Linked DNA regions of Thunnus thynnus: region 1 is linked to region 2. The links are chromatin contacts, called in public Hi-C maps. All regions are on one chromosome and are shown on one strand. Each heading gives the region's core, a stretch centred on a gene start, on an enhancer-like site or on the middle of the called end of the contact. The rest is flanking DNA. Distances are from core to core; before and after follow the strand shown. Region 1 holds the start of LOC137186590 (zinc finger protein 431-like). Region 2 holds the start of parlb (presenilin associated, rhomboid-like b).

Region 1 (2,700 bases), core at 96-2,595, 130 kb before region 2:
TGCAGACTGCACCCGTCGACTGTATATAAACATGGACGACGCATCTCCACTTCCTGCCGCTATGCAAAAGGGAAGGCAAAATATCTCCTTTCTGGGTGCTGCCTGCTTTTGTGACGTCACTTGGAGCCAGAGTCAGACACGCCCCTTCAGCCGTCCCGCTGCATGACGTCGCACCCCCCTTTTTATATCGCCAAATAGCCTTTTGTGTTTTTTAACACAAAAGGCCCTCTCTAGAGCCAGTGTTTGGTTTGTCCATTCTGGGCTACCATAGAAACATGGTGATGCAACATGGCGGGCTCCGTGGAAGAGGGCCCGCTCCCTATGTAGATATAAAGGCTCATTCTAAGGTAAAGGAAACAATTCTTATTTTCAGGTGATTATACACTAATATCTATAAATATTATATTCTATTTGATGGATGCCACTAAATTCTACACAATGCACCCTTAAATTTCTTAATTTCATTTTATACGAATTGGCCCAAACCGTTTTATTGTGAAGGTCAAGGATCCACACCGGAAGTGTAGCATTCTCATTAACATAGCTTGACGATGTGCGATTCTCCAAACATTTTATCCATACAGTTTATTAAAGTTATATTATGTAAATATGCTCCGTGTGTTTATTAACAGCTAATTAACAGTGTTATAAAATGTTTTTTTTTTCAGTTATGGTGAATAAATTCGTGTGTTTTACAAAATGCTTCTGTTTGTTGTCGTGAGGATGACGTCACATAATATACATCATGGCGCCAGAGTGATTATTTCAGTACAACAAGAAACGTCTGTAATCAGAACTGTTACCTTCATATATTCTGTTTCGTTAACTTATGTTTAATCACAGGATTAAGGTAATTTCTAAGTTTAAATCTAATTTTTCGTGGCGTTTCTGTCTCTTTGCGGGATAACGGCTCTCCGGCAAACACGGAAGTGATTGCGGATTTCCCTCTGGAGCTCTCAGACACAGAGTTCACTTTAATCCGAACAGTAGTCCTCACCCGCCTCTCCGCGCTGTCCTCTCCCGCCTGTCCGAGCCTGTCCTGGAGGACAGACACCGCGGACTCCACCGCCACCTCCAGGATCAGCTCCGTCTCACGCCGGAAAGTTTCTACGGCCGCCGCGTCGTCACCCAGCGGCCCCATGACGGCCCCGCGAACCACTAACCGCTGCTGGCACGAAAGAAAGTTAAAATATTCAAACACGTTAACCCGACCAGAGTCCGGCTGAGTCTATGAGTGTGGGAGAAAGTCTGACAACAATCAGTCAGGATGGTTATCTGCTCTGTTTCTGCCAATATGGCTGCACTGTTTACATCCGGGTCACTGTGAAGACCCTTCACAATAAACGGTATTTTTTTTCCCAGGATGGTGAAGTCATGACCCGCCCTACTCTGCCTCTGATTGGCTAGTACTCGTTGGCTACGTTAGTTGTGTTGGTTAGGTTTAGGCATGAGGAGTGAGACTGGTCATGGTTAGGGTGAGAGTATCAGGGTCAGCCAGTGAGGAGCAGAGTAAGACGGGTCATGACTTCACCATCCTGGGAAAAAAAATATCGCTCACAGTAGTGTCTCGGTGAGAAATATGGAAAGCCAAACGGGTCATAATTCACCTCCCTTTCCCTGCCAATGTTACAAATCAACTGGTTTTCCTGTTAACCAGTTACCTTTGTTTGTGAACATCGGGCATTTCGTAGATTAGACTATCCATATGATTAATTTAACTTATTGATGGTTTATGGAGTTTAGTGAAACTGTGGGATTGGTCAATGTTTTATACAGCGGTGGAGGAAATATTCAGATCCAAATACTCCATTACCAGTAAAAGTCCTGCATGAAAAATCCTTTTTACAATTATACAATTTTTTTCTTCACATATTCAGAATTTGTCCAACAATATCATGAAATGAATCAAAGCTGTCTGAGTGGGGGGATTACAGTTGAAGTAAACAACGTCTTTCTTCCCAAACTATTCATAATGATGCATGTTCGTTGCCCTCCGGTGGTCACAGTGTGTAGCTGTATGTCTACTTTAAAGGTGCAGTTATACACTATGACCACCGGAGGACAGAAAACTCATTTCAAAACCTAAATCAACAGAGAATAGTGATGTTGGCTGGCATCATGAAAGCCAAAAGGTTAAGCGACCACCACAAATGACCGCCGTCTCATTACGTCACACACAGAACAACAAAACAACAGCTGTGACTCACCTCATACATTATGAGTTTGTACAAATGTAACAGCAGGTTTCGTCCAGCAGATGTCACCACGTCACTGTCCAACAACACCACGAACCGTCTGTTGGGGACATTTTCACTACCAACAAGTGATGTTGGATGTTTTTCTTCGGCTGTGTCACCTTTGAAATGTTATACTGTCAGCCTATATGTTGTTTTATATAATGTCATTCATAAATCATATTTATCTTCATTTTCTTTCTTATATTTGATGTATATAGATGTTATACTGTCTTTGCCATAGAAGTAAATTTTGTTTTAATTTGAATCAAAGTGTCAGAGTGTGAAAAATGTTTTCATAGAGAAGAAAAAACCTCCCATACAGTGTTCTTCGTTTCTTATTTAGTGGACACATTTAGCAGCAAATGAATAATGTGAATACATTTAAAATAAAATAGATAAGCTTTGTATATGCGTAAGAAACTCAGGCAGACACGTTCAAAATATCTGCAGAACTCAGAGAGTT
Region 2 (2,700 bases), core at 169-2,668:
TTATGTTTTGGGCTGTTGGTCAGTAAAAACAAGCAAATTAAAGACACACACAGAAATTGTGAAGGCTACTTTTTAACTATTTTAGAAAATGATGCGTATAGACCAAAGGACTAATTGATTAATCAGGAAAATAATCAAAAGATTTAGAGCTGCAATGATTAGTTGATTAATCGTTTATTTGGCAACTATTAAATGAATACTGCTGTGAATATTTTCTGGTTTCTTTAGTCTCTATGACAGTAAACTGAATATCTTTGAGTTGTGGACAAAATAAGACATTTGAGGACGTCATGTTGGGCTTCAGGGGACACTGATCCACATTTGTCACGATTTTATGGACCAAACAACTAATCAATTAATCCAGAAAATAATCACCAGATGAAATGATGATGAGAATAATCGTTAGTTGCAGCCGTTGTATCAGCTAGGCTACTGTGTTAGCAGCTGATATTTAGTTTAGATCACCATGGTAACCTATGCTACTGACCAATCAGATCAACGGAAAAAAGTAAACTCCAGACTTTCTTTCTGGTTGATACGAGCTCTAAGTTTCCCAGTATGAAACACACATAGAACAGAGAATAAGTCTTTCTGCAATAAAATACAAATATTACATTTCTTTCTTTTAAAATATTTTGCTGATTCAAAATAGTTATTAATATTTATTCGTTTCCCAAACTCTCTCCCGACTACTGAACAGACCTTTATAATACCCCCCCATCCCGACCATTCCCCTCCTCGTGCATAAACCGTATCCAGTGGGCGTATCCTATAGTAAAGTAGGCGTGTCATACAATAAAGTGGGCGTGTCGTGTAGATGCTGTGAGTCCGCAGATGGAGCTACTTGACTGAGTCCTGAGTGCACATCAGTGTCCCTTTAACACCACAACATCCAGAAAATGAGGATTTTTATGTAAACTGCAGTTTTGTTTAAGCACAAAAAGTGTACGAACAGAAGATAATAATACACTCTAACGATGCAGAAAAACAATACAATAAGTTGGATTTTTCATGCAGGATTTTTACTTGTAATGGAGTATTTTTACGTTGCTGTATTAGTACTTTTACTGGAGTAAAGGATCTGAGTACTTCTTTCACCGCTGATCTGATCTGTGTCATTTACAGACAAACAGCAGTTAGCTCTGTTAGCCAGCTAGCTAACACTCAGTTAAATCTAACTGTCCTTGAAGCTAACGAAGCTAACTCCAGCATCGGACGTCAGTCTGTCCGTCGGCCGGAGAAGGCTGCCTCCCTCCGGCTGCGGTCACTGACCTGCCTCCCCTCACGGAGCTCCGTAAAACATCTTCTCCGGTCAGTCTGAGCAGGACGGAGCAGCTCCTCCACGCCATGTTGGAGCCCAGTGACCCCGGCACGGCGTTCATTACCGGGTCAACAGAGCGACGGAGGTCTCACACCGGAAGCGATATTTCTTTCCTAGGATGGCGAAGTCATGACCAGCTCTAGTCTGCCTCTGATTGGCTGATCCTGATATTCTTACCCACCAATCCCACTCCTCATATCTAAATCTAACCAACCCGAACAACGAAAGTAACGAGTACGAGCCAATCAGAGGCAGAGTAGGCCGGGTCATGACTTCGCCGTCCTAGGAAAAAAAAATAGCACACCGGAAGAAACGAGACAGACACCGCATACACAACTTCCGTCCATGACCTTCAACGTAAAACAAAATCAGAGCAAATCAATTCTAGGAAGAAACTGTTACTAAAAATAAAACAGGAAACACTATTAATGATCGATCAGTGTCAGCCTTCACAGTTTACAATCAATACATGTTCAGTTTTCAGTTTGAAAAGTTTGTTATTTCAAAGCACATACAAGTTAAAGTTATTTTTTACATATTTTATTCAAGTATTGCATCTAGACAAGGCAGGTTTATTACACCACATTTCAACAACAAGGCAATTCATTGCAGTGCTTTACATAAAACATAAAAGGCATCAAGACAAAATGTAAAAGAAACCCAAGACATTACAAAGAGACATTTAAATACATTTAAAAAGAGTTAAATAGAAAATAAAAATAAGCTAAAATAGAATAAGACATAAAACAGGAGAATAAGTTACAGTGCATATTATTCAAAGGCCTCAAATTTGATTTAATAAAAGGCAGCAACCATGACTCAAAATTAAAGTCCCTTTACTCAAAAACCTGTGTTTCTTCTTGTTCCTTCAGGTGGATGTTTGTTCTCTTCTCGGTGCAGAGTTTGTTTTCACCTTCATCTGCTGAAGGAGGAAAGTTTCTCTGAGCTCCATGAAAATCTGATTTTAAGTAGCGGGCCAACAGGTATGATTTGTGACATCACAACTAGTTTGGAGCCAATCGTGGTTCAATATGCAACTGACACAACTGTGATGTGCAAACTTGAAGCCTCACTTAACAGTGAAGGAGGAGACATCTGCTGTCCAGCTGTTAAACTTCTGAAATTAAATATATTTACAGATTTATAGACTTTGGAATTTTTAATGAGAGAGAAGGAAAAGATGTAATTTTAAAGATTTTAACAAGCTAATTAACTTTTTTGTGGATATCAGACACACATTATTATTAAAGTAGGTTGTTTTATATACATCTTAAAACGTGCGGAGGGAATCTTTAAATTCAAATAAAAGTTAAATAAAATTAGAAATTTAAGATTTAATTTTAGGTCGACTATATATTATATAGATAAAATAACATAGT

What was found. A called contact is a pair of places that touch in the nucleus more often than the background predicts.
Region 1: a contact with region 2 is called in a Hi-C map of heart, with 5 times the contacts expected there. The contact joins the promoter of LOC137186590 here to the promoter of parlb in region 2. A contact is called at or near these places in 3 of 3 Hi-C or Micro-C datasets (heart and muscle).

The regions. Positions count from the first base shown.
Region 1 is chr7:33,904,770-33,907,469 of fThuThy2.1, reverse strand. LOC137186590 (zinc finger protein 431-like) reads right to left here and starts at 1,345. Exons shown (of 6, transcript XM_067595635.1): 1 at 998-1,345. The coding sequence starts at 1,141.
Region 2 is chr7:33,776,796-33,779,495 of fThuThy2.1, reverse strand. parlb (presenilin associated, rhomboid-like b) reads right to left here and starts at 1,418. Exons shown (of 10, transcript XM_067595624.1): 1 at 1,273-1,418. The coding sequence starts at 1,382.